Regions from separate parts of the Mus musculus genome. Here region 2 is linked to region 1. Evidence: chromatin contacts called from public promoter capture Hi-C data. All regions are on one chromosome and are shown on one strand. Each heading gives the region's core, a stretch centred on a gene start, on an enhancer-like site or on the middle of the called end of the contact. The rest is flanking DNA. Distances are from core to core; before and after follow the strand shown. Region 1 holds the start of Mms19 (MMS19 cytosolic iron-sulfur assembly component). Region 2 holds the start of Kazald1 (Kazal-type serine peptidase inhibitor domain 1).

Region 1 (6,260 bases), core at 481-2,980:
CAGAGTTTCAGGATAGCCAGGGCAACACAGAGAGAGCCTGTCTCAAAAGACAATACACAAACAGATAAATAACTAAAAATTAAAATTCTTTAGATTTTGTTAAATGCTGTGAAATCTCCATAGTAAAATCTGGGGGGAAATGGCATTGATAATAACCCATAACAGACTATACTTGATTAAGTTGTAAAATGTTATAAGCTTAAGTGCAAGTACCAGGGGCTTTATTTTCTTTCTGAGATTGGGGCTCACACTGTAGCTGAGGCTGGCCTAGAACTCACTAGCAAACTTGCCACCCCCCTGCCAAATCCTGGAACTAAAGGAATGCACTACCAAGCCCAGCCAATAGCAGGCATTTTTGCCCCTTGATGCTCTGGAACCATATATTTACCTCTTACAACACAGTTCTTTCTCTCACTAATTATAATAGTTTGATGGCCATAGATAGTATCTTATTTGTATTTCTGTCCTCAATTCTTTTCATGCTGGGTAAAAAATACGTGCTCAGAAATAATAGAATGGCAGAGAATGTGGACTATTGCTAAGGACCAACATATATTTCTAGCAGTTCATTTCTCACATATTCTAAAAATTAATCTGTTCAATTTGCTAAAGAAACTTCTTCACCCATAAACTTCCAAACATAATTTTTAAAAACCCGCATCTATATCCATTTTTTATTCTATTTCTTAAACCCGACACTGAAGGCCTAACATTCAACATTCAGAAAGAATTCTAAAGAGGCACCCTGGATTTGTTCAAATCCTGGATAAACTCGGAACTGAGAGATTCCTGAAATTGGAACTCTGGGAAGAAGGATAAAAAAATGGGACATTAAAAAGTTATAAATCTAATTTATCAAAAAGCCTATTTGGGGCTGGAGAGATAGCTCAACAATTAAGAGGACAGACTGCTCTTGAAGAGGTCCTGAGTTTAATTCCCAGCAACCATATGATGGCTCACAATCATCTATAATGGGATCCGATGTCCTCTCCTGGTGTGTCTGACAGCGTACTCACATACTATATATATATATATATTCTTTTTTTTAAAGCCTACTAAGACACATAAGTGAATCTTTAAAGACACTAGTCATCTACACGCCCACCGACCTAGAGCCAGACTGGCTCCTCCCCTCCTCCATCCAATTACAACCACTCAAACAGCTGGAGCGCACGCTACTTCCAGGAAGGCAAGAGGCCGGAGCGTAACCCTTGGAACCCAGACCTTCTCACCTAACACTCCGCAAACAACGCGGTCCTGCGGTGCAAGCACCAGGTTTGGACCAGAACACCCGAGTCCAAGTCCCAGCTCCACTTCCGGACTCGTCTGTGCCTTGCACAAGTCTATTACTCTCGGAGAAATGTAATGATTCTCTATGGACCACAGCGAGATGCGGAATGTAAAGAAAGCTTTAAGGAAGATGCAAGCGACTCTCCAACTTGTTAGGGCAGTAGCGCTCCCAGCGGGGGCAGAGCGGCCAGAGGACCAATCACAATCACCTCTCCCTTCACTCCCTTCCCGCCGCGCGCGGGTGCTGAGGCCGCTCCCTGCGGTCCGGCCCCTGCAGAAGCCTCGCGGCGTTGTTTGCCATACCTGCAGCCACCTGGTCAGCGGGCCCCTCCTGTTGACCCATGACGAAGTCTTGCACGAGGCCACACAGGGCGCCCATAGGCGCCACTGCCTCCTCCAGACCGGTGGCGGCAGCCATGACGCTAGCCAGAGATTGTGGGAGGGGGAAGTGGGTGTGGCTACGAGATGTGTCTCTCCGCGCACGCGCCTCCATGGCCAATAGTTGGGCGCAGACTTCAGGGGCGGGGCACCTCCAGGTCACGTGCCTGCCGGCTCTGGGCCAGGCAGTCCCTTCAGGGACCTAACGGCCCCTCCCCAGAGGGCGGGGCCTGGGCCGGGGCGCGGCTCCGGGAGGGGAAGTGACTGCCGGGCACGCAGCCGGGGCGGTTGAGGGCGCATAATTCCCGGCCGCTCTCCCCGGGAGACGGGCGACAGGGCGGGCACCTGGCTGGGTGGGGCCGAGGGGCGGTACGCATCCTGGGAAAAGCCAATGAGAAAACCAGACCCGGCCCGAGGGGCGGTGCCGTCGGTCACATGCGCACCTGGGGCGGCTGGCGACCGTGGCGCGGCCACCCCAAGCGGGAGGAAGGGAGCGGGGCCGGGCCGGGGCGGGGTTAGGCAGGTGAGTGACAGGCTCCGGGGGGCCGGCCCCAGCTGGGAGCTCGGAGTGATCCTGGAGTAGCTGCGGCGGTGTCCGCCCCCTCCCTCCGCCCCTCCAGCCGGGCTGGTCTCTGGCCGGGCACTGTCGCGGGCCCCCCTGGCCTGGCCACCTCCCTCTCCGCTGGCCCGCAAAGTTTGTGGCGAAGCCGGCGTCGGGCAGAGCGCTCCCCAGGGGAGATCCAGGAGCTCTCGATGTCGGGCTGCGGGAGTCGTTGACCCGGGGACGCCGCGGTTCGGGGCAGCAGCGTGGAGCAGCCGGCCGACCGCCGCCTCTGGTGCATGGGGGACCGGCTGAGAAGCCAGCATGGGCAACTGCGTGGGGAGACAGCGCCGGGAGAGGCCGGCTGCTCCGGGACACCCCCGCAAGCGAGCAGGTAACGCCAGGAAAGGCAGCGGGGTCCCGGCGCGCTGCCAGTTGGCCCTTGCCTTGCCCGAACCTTGGGGTTCCCGAGCGACCTCGCTCGGCGCCGGGCGCTTGGGTTCCCCCACGGCTTCTCGGAGCCAGACGGGGCCCTCCCCGGCGCGGGCTGTCTGGGAAGCGAGTTGGGGTAACTGCGAGCGCTGACCCGGCCGGGAGGCCAACTCGCTCCCACCGGGAAGCTGGGGATGGGGGCGGGGGCAGGAAATGTTTCCAGACCGCGACGAGGCTGGCGGAGGGGGCCAAGCGAGTGCGCCGCGGATCTGGCAGCCCCGGCCAGGGTCGGCCGGCGGCCGGCCGGGGCGCGGCGTGGGCAGCCTGCGTCCCCAGAAGTCGGAGCGATCGAGGCGAACACAGTCGCTCATTCCAGCGAGTCACTGTGTCATTATCGGGCTGCAGGTCGTTGTCTGCGGGAATCCGACTTGTAAAAAGCAGTGCAGGACCATGGAAAATAGAAATCTTTATTTCCTCCCACCTCTCCACACGGCTTTTTGGAGCCTCGGTGGCTGTCTGGGAGTCTAGGAAAGGTGGGGTGCGGGGTGAGCGTCGCCTTCGTGTTTGTTAGGAGCGTTCTCAGCTCTTGGAATGGGATCCCTCTCAGCCATGAGAATGGGATCTGCTCTCTGGCAATCTTCGAAGCTCCAGTAGCGCGGTCTCACTTTCTTGGTACACCAGCCCTGTCCTGGCGCTTCGTTTGAGGGTCATTTCCCTGTCTTGTACTCTCTTCTCTGGGGGTGTTGCAAAGAACTTATGCAAATGATAAACTGTGGCGCGCAAAAAGACCTTCAACACTGGACTGAATTTCCAGATCTACCTCTCTTTTATGTAAAAACACAGATCCAGAGAGGTTGGGCAGCTTCCCCTAAGTCACACAGTGAGTTAGAAGTGCAACTGAGGTTGGAATCCGGTCTCTTCCCCCTTGTTACCACATACCCCTTTATGTAAGAGGAGCCACAGGCGCAGTTGTTAATGAAGTGGAAACTCTAGTTGGAGTTTCCTGTCTGCTTTGACACTGAAGGTGTGTTGTTTTGCTTGTGTAAACTGGGAAGGAAGATGGGGAGAAGCACAGGGGAAGCTGGGAAGGATGTGTGTGTGTGTGTGCTGGACAGGATGACTTGTGCAAGCAGAAACGTTTTTATGGGAGGATGGAGTAAAACTTACAAATTCCTTTTGAAAGCAACCCTGGCCTTTCTTCTGACCAAGGACTTTTGTTCGTTCATTCATTCATTCATTTATATCATTCATACATTTGATCAAGCAGAAAGCAAATAATTTTGATTTCTTGTATGCTCCATCCTTGATCTTGCCTCGTGTTTTTATGGTTGACTACCCTTTCCTACCTCAGTCTCCGAACTGCTTTCTATCTCTGCTATCCTTATCCTGGTTTCCTTTCTCTATCATTATTTTTTTCCAGTTTTGAGGGTCAGGAGTTTACAGAAGCATTCTGCCATTGAATTGCATCTCTATCCTCCGATTTTCCTTTTCAATTTCTCTTGCCCACCCTCACCTGTTATACACCAGTGGCTCAGTCTGACAATCTGGGTTTCCTCATGACACTCCCTCCCAGAGATAGCTTACTTAGTTGCACAACTCTTTGTCCATCAGGAAGACCCCTGTCTCTTAGTTACCAGCTTGATTCCCAGACCCCCATGTCTAGGCAGACATCAGTACTGTGGATATCCTGGGGCTCAACCCATCCACAACAGGTTCTGCACATCTCTACCCGCTGTCCTGTACTCTGCTGACTTGTCCTCAGCTTTCTGTCAGCTCGTCACAGGAGCCTGCTAGTTCTTCCATCAGAGTCATTGTGTCTTACAGACATGCCCTTTCCCAAACCATCTCAAGCCCGGCTATTCCCCCAGGCTGCAGTGAGCTCCAGGGAGGGCAAGCTCACCATCAGTCATTCATCTCATACCTGCATACACTCCATCTAGAAGCCACTGTGTGTCCAGACTGCAGTTATTTTTGTTCAGTACCTTCTACCTCTACAAGGCCTTTAACTTTCAAGACTGGGCAAGTCTGGCCTGGTCCTTTTAGAACCCGATTGCTTCCTCTTCCTTGACATTAAGGCCAGTAATGTTTTCATACCTTTTCCACTTTAGGAGAGTCTTTCTTCAGATTACACCTCAAACCCCAAATGCATCCATCCATCCTATTTGCCTTCATTTCTTTTCTTTTGAGACAGGACATTTGCAATATAATGAAAACAGACTGGCCTAGAACTCCCTATGTACCTAGTATAGCCATGTACCCTAGCTTGGCCTTGAACTCTCTCCAGCCTCGAGTGCTGGGATTATAGGAGTCTACCACCACATCCTACCTTTTGTTTGTTTGTTTGCTTGTTTGTTTATTTGGTTTTTTTGAGACAGGGTTTCTCTGTATAGCCCTGGCTGTCCTGGAACTCACTTTGTAGACCAGGCTGGCCTCAAACTCAGAAATCCGCCTGCTTCTACCTCCTGAGTGCTGGGATTAAAGGCGTGCACCACCACACCCGGCTAATTTTTTTTTTTAAATCAGCACACAAGATGGGTTTAGTTTTTGACATTTTCATATATCTACATCACATACTCTGCTCATACCCATATCCCCTTGAAGCAGCCTGCTCAGCAGGCCCCCATCCCCAGCAGAAAGGTGGCTTCTGAGAACTCCTGCAGACACTTAGCAGTGCCATGGTGCCACTTTGTTAACAATTATCTGTTCTATATTATTAGTCATGTCTTTGAAGTTCACAGTCCTCTATCGGCAGCCGACGCTGTAAGCCTGAAGACCTGGCTTCTGTCTTTCCTTGTGTGTTGGTCTGTTTCTGTCCCTCACTTGCTCGCTCACTCACTCACACAACTATGTACACACAGTCAGCACTGAGCACAGTGGCTCCTACCAAGGAAGCCCTCAGCACTTGTTACTGTAGAAAGCTACCCTGACTTCATCCTGCCACTTTAATCTTTTATGCAAACATTTTGCTGAAGTATATTACTCTCAACTTTTTTTTAGCCTGCTAGTAAATGGTCCTTTTAATTCTGTGGACCCTACTATGAATAGTTTTATTCATAAAGTCCAAAGCCAAGGGCTACTCTGATGGATGACAGATTTGGTGCAAGGGGAGGGATCCCTCTTAACGTCACAGCATGCACTTGGCACCCTGTAGTATCTGTGGCTTTACCTTTTGACAGGGACACAGTTTCATGTTGTCAGACTGATGCCTCGAACTAGGAGGTGGCACAGAGGTAGACTCCTGGCCTATAACGTATAACTGAACCCCCAACACTGAGTTTAGGGTGTACCTGACCCTTCCCCATAACTGAACCCTAACTTTTGCTTTCTTTTGTCATGAGTGGGATGAACCCCTGAACAGAGCAGGTCAGGTCACTTGGCACCAAACCTGACAACCTGCGTTTAATCCTTGAGATCCACATAATAGAAAGAGAGGACAGCCTCCTGAGTGTTCTTCTTTGACTTCCACACTCATGTCTGAGACAGAGTGTATATGCCTCTGTGTGTGTGTGTGTGTGTGTGTGTGTGTGTGTGTGTGTGTGTGTGTGTGTGTGCACGCGCGGAGAGGTAGGACACGGTGATACACATTGTGAATCCTAGTACTCTGGATGCAGAGGCAGGA
Region 2 (6,200 bases), core at 3,192-5,691, 3.1 Mb after region 1:
GGGACTCTTTGAGGAAGGCTACCTGACGGTTTATGGTCTTTTACCATAACTCCAGGGCTGAGTAGTCTGTGTGCTGACAGCCAAGGGAAAGGGGCCAGACTTCATTATATCCACAGAGAAAAGGCTAGAGGTAGGATGTGAGCCTGGAGATGGTTACAAATAGATTTTACAAACATGTGTGGAGAATAGGATTTCTTACTGCCCTGTGTGGTCTTGGTAGGGCTTTCAGGAAGATGGCCCCTTCCTTCCCTCTCGGGGACTTAGAGAATCTAATTTTCAGTGCTAGGGATAAATAAAGGGTACATTAAGGAATGAGTTGTCACTTCTGTGAGTTTGAGGCAGGCTTGTACTACATGACAGGTTCCAGGACTACATAGTGGGATCAAGAGAACAAGGGAGCTAGAACAGCAGATGGTCCATCGGGTTAAAGCACTTGCTGGGCAAACCTGACATGCTGAGTTCAGTCCCCACATCTGATGGCAGGAGAAAGGACACCACCACCTGCCCCGCCCCGCCCCCACCTGAGTTGTTCGTTGGCTTCCGCTACTCAACTAGCATCTGCACTTACAGACACCAATTACACATAATAATTGTAACTTTAAGGAAATGTAGAATACTTTAGATACTCCTTCTAACTTTATTCTTATGAAAATTGGTCATCAGGTGGTCAAAAGCAGAAGAGATATTAAAGGTTGGGTGTGGGTGACAGAAAGAAACTGTCCTGAGAAGGAGGAAGGAGGATAAAGAAACTGTTGGCCTGGTGTCTGTCTAAGATGTCTTGAAATCTGTTCAGCTTGCCTGAGTGCCTAGGTATTCCAGAAGCAAGTTCCTGGCTAGTCTAGTTCCATTTTATAATGTTACTTGTAGATAAATTACAATATTTATCTTCCTATCTGACCCTGCTTTCTGTATTTATTTCAACATCCTAATTTACCTAAAGAATAGTCACTATTCATTTATTTGGGGGGGGGCGGTATGGGAGACTGGCCTCTACTCTTTCATTATGAAAATAATTTTACAAAATAAAGGATAGTGAGAGTTACACGCAGCCTCATTGCAAATTCTCTGCTCACTGATATTTATGATACATCTTTATACAGTTGTGGTGTCTACATACTTATCTTAATCTTATTTTCTACTTTAATGAGAACATCTATTTGTCATAGTAGACCAATATAAAGCATTTCATCTTAATTATCGATCTTGAGCCCTTCTGACTTAATTGATTCTAATATTCATAGGAAGCAGGGTTCATCTGTATCCATTTTGTCACTGTGAACCATGTGTTTCACTTCCTTCTCAAATGACACCCCACCATCCTCCATAACTGTGCCCCACCAAAGTTTATGACGTAAAGGCTATAGAGTGAGTCCTCCCAAGTCATCCTAAGGGTTTTTCCTGTTGTCTGATTTTTGGAGACAGGGTATTGTGTAACCCAGCTGACCTTCAACTCCCTGGTTAGGCAAAGATGGCCTTGAACTTCTGATTCTCCTGCCTCTACCTCCTGAGTTCTGGGATTCTAGGTATGTGTCACCATTACTGGCTTTCACCATAAATAAAAGGGGGGGGAGGGGCTGTGGAGATGGCTCAGTGGTTAAGAGCACCAGTTCACCTTCCAGAGGACCTGGGTTCAATTCCCAGCACCCACACAGCAGCTCCCAACTGTCTATAACTCCAGTTGCAAGGGATCTGATGTGCTCACCCAGGTACACTAAACACCAAGGCACATAAACAAGATTAGGGGTTTGGAGAGATGATAGGAAGGCAGGACACTTGCACCAAGCATGATGCCCTGATTCAATTCCTAGGGCTCATGGGGTGGAACAGAACTCCCATTCATGTGCACAGAGTGTGTACAATGCACTCAAACACGCGCAAACAAAAGTAATGTAGAAAAATACTCGGGGGCGGCAAGATGGTTCAGCAGGTAAGGGTGCTTGCTATGCAAATCTGATGATGACTTCAAGATGGAAGGAGATGGACTGAGTCCTGAAAATCATCCCGAGCTCCAAACACAAATATGTCTACACTCATATACATACACACCATAGGCACAAACCAGTAATAGATATTTTAGAAGAAGATGAACTATCAGGTGTTCATCTGAAGCACACCTCGTTCATTGATATGCCTGGCAGTAACCGCATCATGTGGACTAGAAGTAATTTCCTTTGCTTCAACAATAGGAAGCTAGGGCTGGAGAGATGGCTTAGCAGTTAAGAGCACTGACTGCTCTGCCAGAGGTTCTGAGTTCAAATCCCAGCAACCACAGGGTGGCTCACAACCATCTGTAATGGGATCTGATGCTTTCTTCTAGTGTGTGAGAACAGCTGCAGTGTACTCATATAAGTAAAAAAATTAAAAAAAAGGAAGCTTGTCAAACCGAGTCAACGTTTTAAACGTTTAAGTAACTCTTTTTCTGGTGCCCACGGTTGCTGCTTAACGTGTTTTAGAACTTCACCTGATAAAGTGCCGGACAAGAAGCACCTGGAGACAGGAGTAGCTAGGCTTTCAAACTGCCCTATGCGAACAAACTCCTTTCTAAAATATTATTATTGGGTCAGAGATACTGCTCGGTGACAACAGTTCTGGCTTAACTCTAAAAGTCCCGGGTTTAATCATCAGCAACGCAAGACTACTGTAAGAACGTTTTCAAAGTATAGACAGTATGCATTGTCACGAGTCGCAGCTGCTGCAAACCCACCAGAGGGCGCTCGTTCTCCGTCGAGTTAATCCCTAGCCTCTCATTAGTGACTGCATCTTTCAGAACCAGGGAGTCTTTCACTTTTAAAGCACAAATGCTTCCCAAGAACTTCCTTAGCAGTCGGTCTCGGGCGGGGGGTGGGGGTGGGGGTGGGGAGTACAGAGACAGAAGACACAGTGATTCCTACTAGAGGCGCGAAGACTAACAGTAAACGCCGGCAACGATTAAGATGGAAAGCGTGTCTAGGACCCTGACGCTGGGGATTTTGATAGTGGCTCCTAGGGCTGAAAGCTCACAGTTCCTCATTTAGACCTGGACAGCTCCCACTCTACATCGGGCAACGATCACCGCCCCCAGTTACAGCTAGGGACCTCCCCTAGAGTGTCTCCATTCCTCCACCAGGCAAGCCCTCCTCGCGCCTTTTCCAAAACATCCTGCAATTCTCGCTTCACTTCTGCTCCCAGGCCAACAGTTAACGCGTCCTCCAACCAAGGGATTGCCTAGCACCACCATCGGAATCTGCCTGCCCTCGTTCTTTCCTGGCTTAAAAGCCGCGGGCTTTTCCTTTTCTAGCTTGCCGTTGGGATTCTCGCGACAATCCCGAAACCTCGCGTGAAATTCGCTTCCCGTCTCCTCGGAGTTTGGGATTGCCTGTGTACAGCTCTCTTCTACCTTGTCGGAACCCCTCTGATCAGAGGCAGCGTCTCTGCTGACTGAACGCTCCTTTGAGGAGGGCTCGGCCAAAGTCAGAACTGCGCGGTGACTGCAGTGCTTCTTCCTCGCAGGGTAGAGCGGAGCCGCCGCAGGCCGCGGACGCACGCGCAGTCAGAACCTCTGACGCCTTCTGGGCGGGGCCTATATAAGCCCCACCCTTCCCTTGCCTAAAAGCCCGGTTTCCTTCTGCTCCTCCTCCTCCTAGGAGCTTGGATTGCGGTTTTTGGAAGCTGTTTGGGGGCCGGCGGGGGCGGGGCCTGCCATTCTCGGGGTGGTGGGCGGGCCTCCGGGGATGCTTTGCTTCCTGCCCCTAACCCAAAAGTGCCACCGTGGCGTTGGCGGAGGTCTCCAGACTGAACACTTTTGGCCCCGACATGCTCGAATTTTGCAACCTGTAATCCGGAGCCCAGAGACGCCCTATGGGGAGTCACCCGCCGGCCTTGCTGCGGCCGCTAGTCAGTTCCGACCTCTAATCACCAGGCTCCTCCGCGGGTTCAAGCACCTGCCCTATATTGGGAGGGAGGTAGCCAGATGTGGATGGCAGCTGGAAAAGCTTATAGTCTAGTCTGCGCCCCAGTGGAGAGACTGGGTGAACACAGCTGCAAACCGTGCCCAGAGGAAGCTGGCCCCGAGCCTGGCCTCCAGAAACGCCCATAGTGTTGAAGTCAATTTTACATTGAGTAAAATTTCTTAGCCTTTCCTTCTTTCTATATTGTAGCTGTTTGCCGCTCTCCAGACCTAAATCAGATGAGACAGGACCTGAGGCTCAGCCAACAGTTTGAGCTCCTCGGCCATTCCACCCCTATTCTCTTCTCATAGCCTTTGCTTTCCCAGTGGCGGCGTCTGGTTACGCGGCTCTGTACACTCATTGTGACTTTGGGCTAGGGTCGAAGTGAAAGGCCCAGGAGGGTCCTTGTGAGACTGGATAAAATTATCGGCCTCGGGGCCAGGGAAGAAGGCGGGTATTCGACATCTGGGGGCGGGGAGAAGAGGCGGAGGAGTTTCTCTTTGAATCTTAAGTCTGTGGGCTGCCAGCGATCCCCTGACAGAAGCAGGGGTGGCCTGCGGGTCTGGCTGGCCGTGCATGCGACTCTTCGTTCCCTACCGTTTTTTTTTTTTTTTTTTTTTTAGGTTGGAAATCCCAGCTGTTAAGGGCCTAGTCCAAGGCACTAGGTGAGTCGCTGGTATGTCCCCAGCACCATCACCCCAACCTGAAGTTTTTACATCAAGTGTAGTTTTATCTATCTCTGGGGCAAAGATGCATCAGAGTTGGGTGGTTTCTGGAGGTGATGCTGGTGTGTGTGTGCGCGCGCGCGTGCATATATGTATGCATGTGTGTGTGTGTATACGCGTATGTCTGTGTATGGGTGTGTGCATCCCTGCATGGGTGTTAGTGATCATTCCCCGATACACTCTCTCTTTATTCCCTAGTCCCCAAGACCAGCTTAATCAATTACCAACTGGCATAAACCCCTGGGAATCACCAGGCTTCTTTGTTAGGGCTTCTAGTTGGCTACAGGGTAGCAGAGGATAGAATCAAGCTTTTATACAGCCTTGACTTTATCTCTGACCTCCAGACCTGGCTTCCCTCTCCTGGCAGGGTGCCACCTACGCGCCGATGCCCCGAGTGTTCACAGGGCTTCCAGCTAACTATGCTGCACCTACCTTGGCGCTGTCCTTGCTACTACCATTATTGCTGGTGGTGTGGACCCAGCTACCCGTTAGCGCGAGGCCGTCCACAGGCCCCGATTACCTGCGGCGAGGCTGGCTGCGGCTGCTAGCCGAGGGCGAGGGTTGTGCTCCCTGCCGGCCAGAAGAGTGCGCTGCGCCGCGGGGATGCCTAGCAGGCCGGGTGCGGGATGCGTGCGGCTGCTGCTGGGAATGCGCAAACCTGGAGGGCCAGCTCTGCGATCTGGACCCCAGCGCTAACTTCTACGGGCGCTGCGGCGAGCAGCTCGAGTGCAGGCTGGACGCGGGCGGTGACCTGAGTCGAGGAGAGGTGCCGGAGCCGCTGTGTGTCTGCCGCTCGCAGCGCCCGCTCTGTGGTTCGGACGGCCGAACCTACGCGCAGATCTGTCGCCTGCAGGAGGCCGCCCGCGCTCGGCTGGACGCTAACCTCACTGTGGTGCATCCGGGGCCCTGCGAATCGGGTACGCAAGTCCAGGGCTTTTAGTACCAGGAACCCTGGCTCCCCAAAGGCACTACTCCCGGATCCCCGACAGCGTTGCTCTGTGGTCAGCAGAATGAATAGTTGAGGGAGACCATGAGCCTCAAAGGCTGCCAACTAAAAAGCAGGTTGAGATTTGTTGCCAGGTTTGAGGTGCCTAAGAGCTCTATCCAGGCAGGTCCTTGCAGGGACTGGCCTCCGAAGGAACAGGCACATAGCCAATAGCTGGGTCTGAACTGAAAGGACCCCCCTTCACCCAAAACTTTGCGTAGACTGCTGGAGCCCTGTGAGATGCATCCTGTTAACCCTGGCTCCCGCCTATCAGTTTTCTCACGCATTTAGGAATTAGAGAAGGGAAGATAGCTTCTTGCCTCTCTTGTCCCTCATCCTTTGGGTTGGGGTTGGGGATGTTCAAGCTTGTGGTTTTCGTTTGGCCACCCACACTTCCTCAGCTTTTACCTACTCTATAGTCTGGCTAGGCTGGAGTTGCAGTGGAAATAAATGCACTAGCAGGGGCGGGGGGGGGGGTCCCAACAGTTTTCTGCCGTGCAACAAGGAGGTTTCAGGTTCCCCTGCTGCGGTGTTTTTCCCACCTCCTCCCTCTCGGAGCCCAGA

The links. Promoter capture Hi-C pulls out the DNA fragments that hold promoters and counts their contacts.
Region 2: a promoter capture Hi-C map of pre-B cells shows a contact between it and region 1, with 2.9 times the contacts expected there. The contact joins the promoter of Kazald1 here to the promoter of Mms19 in region 1. A contact is called at or near these places in 2 of 39 promoter capture datasets (cranial neural crest and pre-B cells).

What each region holds. Positions count from the first base shown.
Region 1 is chr19:41,979,406-41,985,665 of GRCm38.p6, forward strand. Mms19 (MMS19 cytosolic iron-sulfur assembly component) reads right to left here and starts at 1,731. Exons shown (of 31, transcript NM_028152.3): 1 at 1,594-1,731. The coding sequence starts at 1,708. Ubtd1 (ubiquitin domain containing 1) reads left to right here and starts at 2,358. Exons shown (of 3, transcript NM_145500.3): 1 at 2,358-2,603. The coding sequence starts at 2,534.
Region 2 is chr19:45,071,646-45,077,845 of GRCm38.p6, forward strand. Kazald1 (Kazal-type serine peptidase inhibitor domain 1) reads left to right here and starts at 4,442. Exons shown (of 5, transcript NM_178929.5): 1 at 4,442-4,591; 2 at 5,019-5,568. The coding sequence starts at 5,037. Gm35782 (a long non-coding RNA gene) reads right to left here and starts at 3,464. Exons shown (of 4, transcript XR_877888.1): 1 at 3,377-3,464.